3 separate regions of the Zea mays genome follow, and regions 1 and 3 are each linked to region 2. The links are chromatin contacts, called in public Hi-C maps. All regions are on one chromosome and are shown on one strand. Each heading gives the region's core, a stretch centred on a gene start, on an enhancer-like site or on the middle of the called end of the contact. The rest is flanking DNA. Distances are from core to core; before and after follow the strand shown. Region 1 holds the start of LOC107126293 (Dormancy-associated protein homolog 3). Region 2 holds the start of LOC100275401. Region 3 holds the start of LOC100279908.

What was found. Hi-C and Micro-C count contacts between places; a contact is called where the count stands out from the background.
Region 1: a contact with region 2 is called in a Hi-C map of leaf, with 5 times the contacts expected there. The contact joins the promoter of LOC107126293 here to the promoter of LOC100275401 in region 2. A contact is called at or near these places in 3 of 25 Hi-C or Micro-C datasets (ear, leaf and tassel).
Region 3: a contact with region 2 is called in a Hi-C map of tassel, with 2.7 times the contacts expected there. The contact joins the promoter of LOC100279908 here to the promoter of LOC100275401 in region 2. A contact is called at or near these places in 5 of 25 Hi-C or Micro-C datasets (ear, leaf, leaf mesophyll and 1 more).

What each region holds. Positions count from the first base shown.
Region 1 is chr7:126,116,204-126,119,444 of Zm-B73-REFERENCE-NAM-5.0, reverse strand. It overlaps LOC107126293 (Dormancy-associated protein homolog 3), which reads right to left and starts at 1,320. Exons shown (of 3, transcript NM_001319095.1): 1 at 843-1,320; 2 at 405-510; 3 at 1-307. The coding sequence starts at 1,116. The coding sequence ends at 280.
Region 2 is chr7:125,789,152-125,792,474 of Zm-B73-REFERENCE-NAM-5.0, reverse strand. LOC100275401 reads right to left here and starts at 1,700. Exons shown (of 10, transcript NM_001350153.2): 1 at 1,230-1,700; 2 at 892-1,095; 3 at 719-776; 4 at 478-540. The coding sequence starts at 1,606. LOC103632806 reads right to left here. Exons shown (of 12, transcript XM_008654538.3): 12 at 2,691-3,323.
Region 3 is chr7:125,437,303-125,440,526 of Zm-B73-REFERENCE-NAM-5.0, reverse strand. It overlaps LOC100279908, which reads left to right and starts at 1,466. Exons shown (of 16, transcript NM_001358052.1): 1 at 1,466-2,346; 2 at 2,432-2,684; 3 at 2,771-2,962. The coding sequence starts at 2,520.

The DNA of each region.
Region 1 (3,241 bases), core at 71-2,570, 330 kb before region 2:
CAGCAACAGCACTAGCTAGCTAGTAGCACATAACAGGAGCATCACTCTCTTCAAAATCAGCAGCACCTCACACCACGGAGATTTACAGGAAGATGACGTATATACATACACCGTTAACGCGTAGTATAACAGAACCGTGACCAGAAGCTCTGTTAAGCAGGTCGCATGGCCGGGGGGGCCTCTCTGTTCCGATCCTCCTTCAGTCCGCTAGCTGCTGCTGATGGTGGCTGGCTTCCTCCATCCTTGTGCTGTGTCCTCGTCTTGGCCCGGCCGGCTGCTTCAGCGGTCCAGCGAACTGATCACCACCCTGCCGTGGGAGTCCGAGACACGCGGATCAGATTTCAGATGATGTACCATGCCAACTCTGTTCGGAGGCAACAGGACATAGTATTTATAATACGCACCAGTCGTACACAGTGGGGCTCCTCGGCGTGCCGGGGGCGTCGGCGCCGTCGGCCATCCTGCCTTTCCGGCGCAGCTTCTTCCAGCCCTCTCCCCTGGGCGTCGTCGCTGCAGCATCACGGTGGCAACGTACGTACAGAAAAAGAGACCACAACATCAGCCGGGGGTGTGCGTGTGTATGCTTCAGATCTCCAACATTCGACTATACAAAAGTAGCTTCAAATTCGCTACAGAATTCCGCTAAAACGAAGCGTGCAGCTGCGAAATTATTAACCAGATACCGTATATTTCTTTTCTTTTTTTCTTTTTGCTTTTTACAACGCTGACTGACCCAAAGATCCCTTCCGCGAGCTCCAACGAAACAGTCAAACACCGCGCAGCGACGACGAGAACTGGGGGAAAAAAAAGAAGAGAAGGTGACGGCGAGAGCTGGTGGTCACCTGCGCCGAAGGGCGAGTCCGGAGCGCCGCTTGCGGGCGACGGCGACGACGGCGCGGAGCTGGACTCGCTGCGCGGCGACGTGGCGACGGACAGCGCCGCCGGCCGCAGCATGGTGATGCTCCGCGTCACGGCGGGCGGCGCCGCGCCCTCCGCGGTCGGCGACGGCGCGGCCGACGAGGGGGAGAAGGACGCGTGCTTGCGGAGCTTGCCGAGGCCGGAGTCCGGGCGCGGCCCGGCCACCGTGTCGTCCCACAGCTGGTCCAGAAGCCCCATGCGCGCTCTGCTAGCCTACGTGCGTGGAGCGCCCGGCGTGCTGCGCGTTTTGCTTAGAGACCGATGGTCGTGCTCTGTTTTTGTTTGGTTCTTAGATGTTTATCGTTGTCCTTGGGCGAGGACGAGAAGGCTTAGATCTGAACTTCAGGCGTGAGGTGTGTAGTGCGGTCTCTCCTCTTATGTTCTATGCTCCTTTCTTCTTGGATTTGCAGGACCAAGGGAGCAGTGCGGTTTTATAGAGGATTTTTTGAGGGCGAAAAGAGGATTTAGGCGATATTTGGGGGGCATGTGTAATTTGGGACTATCAGTTTTCTTTTCCATCGTGTCTTCCCTTTTTCCAACAGAATCTCAATTTTCGGTATTAGAACTGTGTTACAAGACAAACGTGTTAAAAATATTGGTAAATTTTAAAGTAAAGCTGATATACAGCGAACTAAATGTATGTTTGGTTTGACTTTTGGCTTGACTTTTATCTCCTAAACTAAAACCAAAGGGATTGGATCCAAGAATCAGCTTTTTCTAAAAGTTGACTTTCTCGCATTGCAAAATTGAAAGCACTCTCGACATATTTTTAGTAGCTTTTTGATGAAACTGTGAAAACATATATCGAATAACTTTTAATAGCTTTTAGTGGTTTCCACTAAACGATTTTTAGCTTTTTAACAGCTCACGGACCACAACAGCTTTTTCCACAGCTCACATTCTACAACAGCTTTTTACACAACCACAGACCAACCAAACAGACCCTAAAGTTGGTGGCACAGAGCAGTCCCGGATAGGGCTGGAAAATAAGCTCGAGGCTCGCGAGCCGGCTCGAGCTCGGAGCGGCTCGCGAGCTTTGCCAAATTACTTAATATGTAGAATAATGATGGATATTGAGTAATTTTATAGATAGTCAGTTTGTTTCTTAACGTTTCATGATAAATATATGACAATCAATAATTTAGATTACTCATAATGATAAATGATATCTATATATTTATATTTATATACTAATAATTCACTAGATAATGCAATTATATATATCAGGGTGTGGCTCGCGAGCCGAGCCGAGCCTGTCTCCCCAGCTCGTGAAATGGGCGAGCCGAGCCGAGCTCGGCTCAGCTCGTTTCCAGCCAGTCCCGAATACTCCTGCCGTCAGTCTCGGCTCCCAGCTCAGTGAACGAGAAGGTATAGCACTCCTCAGTACCATTTACCCTTTTTCTTATTCTTTAGCATGTAAATGCGAGCACATTCCATAAAACTGGATCCAGTGCACCGGGTCTGCATTTACTGTCATCTCACTATCGATTGGTCTATATCTACTAACATCAATCTTTATCTACCATAACTTATCAGTGCACAGCCTTTACCGTCAGTCTATAGCCACATCAGGTGCCACATTAGCTTTTCTTCCACAGACTCACAATTTTTAGTTCAAATAAAATACAAAAAACATTAAAAACATAGTTCATTAAAAAAATAAAACTATATAAATTGAACAAAGTTCATACAATCCAATAGATTAAAAATAAATAAAAATACAAAAGCTCATATAAAAACAACTCGTCGTCCTTCTCGTCCTTGTCCACCTCATCTTCTTCATTGGTTCCTTGTTCATCTAATTTTAATTGTTTGGCCAACTGTTTAACGACCAACATGTGGATCCTTCTCATGTCTTCATTCACGTTGTCGGTGTCTTATCCATTAATTTGGTGAATTAATTGTATAAGTTCGCATAATTTAACTTCTCGTTGGCCTTATAGAGCCCCTTCGCCATGGCCTTCTTCCGTCCAGGGGCCTCGCTGCTACTCGTTGTTGTACCTTTGCCCTTGCTTTGCGCTCTAGCCCTATTGCGACCAATAGGGTGTGGTGCATCGACACTATCAAATAATCTAGAGCTATAATCCCCCTCTAGGTTGAGGCGTGGCCGTTTGCTCACATATCCCGAGTTGGAGCCACCGTGCCACGAGCACCACTTTGGTTGACTGTGAAGTGTAAGCCATATATGCTCAAGCTTGAATTATTTCTCACCTTCCCTACTACAAAAGCTATCTTTTGCTGCTAGGCCTGGCCGTGACCAATCGGTTCCCTTCGTACTAACTTCACTAAGCACTTAACATATGGGTGCCTTCGTACTAACTTC
Region 2 (3,323 bases), core at 451-2,950:
TGTAACGCGTTTGAAAACTTGATGTTAGTGTTTGTGTAGTTTGGATGAGTGCCATGTGTTTTTATTGGTTGTTTTTTGTTTGGACCTCTCTCTCTCTCTTCTTAATGCAATGATGTGATGTCCTCCTACACGTTTGAGAGAAAAAGAAGGGCATCAAATTTTAGATACTCAACTGTTCACTACTCACACAAACACAACCACAGACTGGCACTCAGTTAGCCTACAGTACTAACTAGCAAGAAGAGTTGAACCACAACTTGTATCCCAACAAACTAATTTTAGGTCGAGTTTTGGTCTAGTCAAAAGTTAATTAGAAGTTCAGTATCAATTCCTCTCCTGTTCCATATATAAGTGTACTCATTTCTACGCTTGCTAATCAGCATCTGCAACTTGCTACTCTTATGCAGGGAAACATTAATGTGAAACAGAAAAATGCACACCCATTAAGCATAAGGTAATGAAGCCCAGACTAAATACCTGTTCAAAGTAAGGCACAGCCTCCGATGCCGGCCTATTGTTGAATGAGACAATGGCATTAGCCTAAAACGAGAACCCAACATAGAAATAAGATCAAAAGCACTTGGCGATCAGAATTATTATATGAGATTATATGAAATTTTAAATAATACAAAGCTTCTTTTTTGATTCATTATACTGAAACATTAAAACAAACTGAAACTTTGCAGACAGATTTTTCATCAACAAAACATCAGCGGACCTCTGGTATCCTTTCTGAGAAGTAGCTTCCCACTAGCAGCTGAAGCAGTGCCCCGTTGCTGCAAACCATGACAACAGAACAATTAAATGAACACATCAACAAACCAGAGCTCGAGGCTTCCTCCGAGTCAAATCATCGAACAAGTAGCGTGCGACAGCCCTCGATGAAATCACCTGTGGCCAACAGAGTAGAGCGGGAGCTCCGCGATGTCCAGGGCGCTGAGGCCGGCCTCCGGGAGCCCCGACGCGAGCAGCGCGTCGTAGCAGGCATGGAAACTCTGGAATACCTCCCGCGCGGCGGCCTCGTGGTCGAAGGTGACGTTGTATGGTACGCACACGACCACAAAGCCCTCCAGCGCCAGGAGCTCCAGCAGGTAGCTGCGAGCAAGTGAGCAACCAACCGCGCGATGAGCCAAGCGCACCAGTCACCAGTGCGGGTCCAACGGAACCGAATGAAACCCATTGTAGCCGACCGCCGGAACGGAATGGAACTCACGCGCTAACAAAGTTACCCGTAGGTGACCTCGGGGACGGCGCCGATGAAGGCGCCGCCGAGGAACTTGATGACCGCCAGCGGGCGTCGACCGCGCGGGGGCGGGAAGATGAGGCAAGAGTGCTCCCGCATGTACGGCTTCCTCATCGGTGGCGCCATCCTGGGACTGGGAGCCCCGAGCATGGCCAGCGATCCATCGGGGCTGAGCGACGCGCGGCAGGGGAAGAATCTTCTCGATGGTGTGGCCCGGGGGAAATGTGCACATGAGCACCATACCCCTTTGAGCACCAGATACGTTCCCGTGGCGGGGTTGGCGCGGCCACGGGTAGCAAGGGGCCGTGGGTTCGCGGCGCGATAGGCGGCCGGTGCGGAGCAGAAGAGGTGAGCCGCCGCCATGGAAGATAGCAGGTGAAGCACGGTGAGCCGGTGAAGTGAGGCGGGCAACTGAAACAAACAATCGAACACGAGCTGACGATTTGGCCACGAGGCCTGCGTCGTGGCCGGGCGTTTCTTGGTTTCTGACTTTCTGCCTGGAGTTTGTGGCCGTCCGTCTTGTCCTGTGCCTGTCGGCCCAAAGCACATAATTTTTGGCACGACTCAGATTTGGCATGGTCCAACTTAATTGTAAGTCTGAGCCGAAAAGCACATAATTTTTGTCACGACCCAGATCTGGCACGGCCCAACCTCATTGTAGGCCTGAGCCGGCACGGCCCAATATGTGGGCCGTGTCTGGGCCTCAAGTCAAGCCCATGGGCCAGCCTGGCACGACCCATTTAACTAAGGCACATCGAGACCCACTAAATATAGACTCAGTATTTAACTAAGGTCCATCAAAACTCACATGACCAGCACAACTTGGAGAATCTAGAGCTTCAATAGGCCTTCGAGAACCAATACCTAGATGGGGATAGTGAATAGTGATGATGATTATTGTATATGTATTCTGTATGGCTGTATAGTACTCAATAAAACACTGAACAGAGAACTAAATATTATTTCTAAGCTATTTGTAATATTTTTTCTTTCTAACCAAAGGTTTTTAATGTGCATCCACAAAACATCTTAGTTTTATTTGGGTCATATATTCTATACTTTTTGTTTATCTATTGCTATTCTATGTATATGGGACCAGTCTGGCACATTAAGACATTTTAGGCTATTTCGGCCGGTCTGGTACATATAACTAATTGTGGATCATGATGTGGGCCGATGATTGGGCACACGTGCTGGTACGGCACGATCCATAATTAAATATGTGCTTTTGTGGACCGTGCCTTTGTGGACCGTACTTTTGTTGACATGTGCCGTGCCAGGCTGGCCCACGTGTACATGTATACGTCCCACCACGCCCTAGCTGTGGGCCAGAGAGTTTTGGCCCGTCCAAGTGGCCGTGCGATTGCTGGCTGCATGCCCACGCATTGACGCAACTGCCGGCTTGCGAAAAAATCCGTGTCAAAACCTTTGTAGAGCAGCTCTCAAATAAAAAAATAAGCAATTATTATTGTATAATTGCAGATAAAAATTAAAGCAAATACCTTATACCTGTAAAGTTCATGTAAATTCATAATTCTTGGCAATATTACAGAATTTACAGTTTTTTCTCGAACACTACAGAATTTACAGTTGCCCGGCCGAATCAGAACTCAGATGAGCACTACGAAGTCCGAACAGAGGTTATACAGGAATACAGGATTATGCTGACGCGGAAGACATGACTTTCAGAATGAAAACCTAGCCAAAAGCATTGAAGGTTTACTGCCTGGCGATTTTCCTTGTAAACCTTAGTAGATTCAGCTGTACACTTGGACTAATTACAGCTATACAGTAACAATAATAGAACCGGGGGGAGGACGAGACATCACCTGATCAGTTAGCATTGTTCTTGCACTGTAACTACTTTATATACAGTGTATGTGGGCAAAATTTGCTACCTCGAAATTTGGGTGTGCCTGTGTTCAAAGACATGAACAAAAGCACGGTATGTGGTCGAAGTCAATCGATAATTCGGTATGAAGAAATCCTAGATGATGCCCCCTTTGGAATGCGGGGATTTTTTTTCAGTTTCCTGCATTTTTTCTGTGAGAATGGACTGATTCCTGTGAAATTCCTGTAT
Region 3 (3,224 bases), core at 217-2,716, 350 kb after region 2:
CAAGTCACCAGCGAGCACCAGCAAGGTCATGAACTCACGATTAGGGCTAGGGCTTGGTGGGCAATGACGCCCCACGGTCACAGGCACTAGCGAGCAGTAGGGCGTACTGGCTAGCAGAGCACGCCTTGTGTTCGTAGCTGGGTGGACACGGTTCAAGCCCCTCCATATCCTTTTTTTACCTATTTACACCATTTATTCAATAGGTACACAATGCAAATGACCCGGCTCGACATAGTTAGTGGGCTACCGTGTCGTGCTTGCCCCGTGGCTTTGGCACGTGGGCCGGCTCGGCACGACCCGATTACCTAACCGTGCTAGGGCGTGTTGGGCCACGCCGCCCGTTTGGCCAACTATAGGCACCGGCGCAGCCGCGTATGGCGAAGGAGCCTTTGGCCACCTAATGGTTGGGTGGTTATAGCCAACTGGTACCGTCCGATCGGTGTCCGGACTTCGACGGACACAGTTGTAAGGGGCATCGATGGGCGATGGGGCATGAGGTACATGTAGGCGTCGCGGGGCGCGGGTATGAAGCACCAGCTACGAGTCACCAGCGAGCACCGGCAAGGTCGCGACCTCGCGATTAGGGCTAGGTGGGCAATGACAGCCGATCATAGGCACCAGCGAGTAGTGGCGAAGGACACAGTTGGAGGAGTGCATCTACGCCTGCGCGGACGGGGGTTGGGTGGGTGGGTGGGAGGTGAGAGGAGTATGTTGTTTGCGTTGCGCTAGGGATAGGATATATATTGGCCAAACAATACCGGGCCATATAAGGGTGGACACATTTTTTTTACCATAAATCGAAAATCGAACCGAAATTTCGGTATTTTCAGTAGTTTGGTTCGTTTTCGGTATCGTAATCGATTTTCACCGTATACCGAACCGAAATACCAAACTTTATCATTTCTAAAATTTGACCATTCGATTATGTGAACTAAATGTGTGATGCAATGAAATTGTTATTCACTTATTTTTATGTGATGTATGATGTATCTTTAAATATTTGTACATATATAATTTTTATTTTTTAAAGTTATATGTAATCTATCATATAAACTTATTTTATGTGTTGTGTTGAGTATTAGTTTAGTATTCAGTTTTTACTGAAAAACCGAAACCAAACTCCTCGATTTTTCATTTTCTATAAAATCGATCAGTTTCTGATGTCTCGAGAACCGAAGTGTTTTAAAATAAAAAACCGAAACAAAGTTCTAAAAAAACCAGATGCCTTAGGACCATATTAGTCCCTCCCTCCCTGCTGATAGAGATAGTAAACAAATTATTTTGCACATCCATTATCCATGTAGCCGCCGCGACCGCGAGCTGCGGTACCCGATGCACGCATCCGAATTCCGACGCACAACAACTCTGGCACCCTGCAGTCTCGAACCGCGCCAGCGCCAAGCCGGATCCCCGATCACAACCCCTACACCACACCACAAGTCCACAGGCCACACCGAATCGATCTGCACCAACACCAACCGAACACATACATGCACACCAAAAGCAGTCGCAGCATCCGATATTCCGATCCCGGCAAAAACAATTCTCCCAGAAAGAGATTATTTCGCCCCCTCACCAATCCTGCTCCCGAAATTCCTAATCTTTTAATCCGCGTTTTTCCTCCGTCCGTCCCCCGGCTTGCAGCAGTAATGAAGCGGAGGAGGAAAAGGAGAAAACGAAAAAGCGCAGGGAAAACAACACACCAGCACCCGCAGAGAGCAGGCACACATCAACTCATCAAGCTGAGCGATGCGTGTGATTGCGAGCATGTGAGCAGGCAGGCGGGCAGGGCGAAAATCCGAGGAGGAAAAGTCCGCGAGAATCTCCGGACTGGCCTCCCCACACATCGTCAAAAATCCAATCTTGACGCCTCCCTGGTCGAGCCGAGACTGTTCCAAAGTTTCTGCCTCTGTGATGCGTGCGGGATTGTTGCCAGTTGGTTGGTTGCCGCTGCTAATGAGGCCCGCCCGCCCGATCCCCGTGGTCGCCGTCTCCGGTTAATCCCGCTTCAGTTCTTGTACCGGTTCTTGGAGAGAGATTTTTTTCCGCCTCTCCCCCCCTGTGGATTGCGCCGTGTGTGTTTGTCTGGATCGTGATGGGGGCGTGGGCCGATTCGCCACCACCACAAGCACGACTCCTCTTTTTTATTGCCTCCGCACTGGGATTTGCTTTCGCGTTGTTGCAGTAGCTATTTCCGCGAATCGTCTTCTAGGGCTCCGTGTGTTCTCGCGCACTTTACCCTCTGTTTTCCCCATTCACCCGCACCGAATCCACCCCCTTCCCGGTCGCGTCCGGCCGTCGATTGAGGCCGTGCCGCCGCCGATTACGCCGCAAAATCGCGTCTTGGTAAGGCCGCCCGCTCATATTCGTGGGTTTCGCTGCGGATTTGGTCGGATTTTGGGGGATTCCTGATCCAGTTTTTGTGTCGCAGGGTTTGGTGCATGAAGAAGTGGGGTTGATTTCGAGGGGAGGTTTTTCTCCTGCTTGGCTGCCGTCGGGAAGGCTCCGGCCGGCCAGTCATGTCTCAAATCCAAAGCTTCTCGAGGAACAACTGTGCGCTCCTCGCGGTGCTGTGTGGGAAGTATGCTGAGAACCGCACACCAGCAGCGAGGTCTGGGCTGGAGGCGAAGCGGCCGCGGCCGGCTTACCCGTTCCCGGAGCTCAGCTCGGCTGGGCGATTGGAGGTCAACTGTGTGCTCCTTGCTTGAGTGCGTTCATTGCTGTTTCTCGCCTTTCTTTGTTAGCTGAATGAAGGGGCTTCTGAATGCAGGTCCACACCCTGTTCAATCCTACACCAGAGCAGTTCCTCGAGGCGCAGCGGGTGGTGCAACCTAACTTCTTGTACATCCAGGGCCAGCAGCTCGAGGATGAGAAGGAGATTGGCTCACTTGTATGGGGGGACGCCGATGTCTCTGATCCGCAGGCATTTAGCACTCTTATCAGCCCACCATTCCCAACAATAGTAAGCTCTACTATAGTGTGTGTAAATGGCTAAATGCTGTATTACTTGTTAGTCAATATGCTAGCTTGCAGTGCATTTAGCTGCTAATTAAACCACAAATACCAGGATGTGATATCAGCATCAGTTTCTAGCTGCATCACGATATGAACATTGGGATTACTTGTACAACAACATATGATGTTTTGTTAAATTCTATTGTATGAACCTGAAGTCTCTATGCTAGTGTGTTTGTTTAGTGATTGTCTCGTCTTATATGTTACAA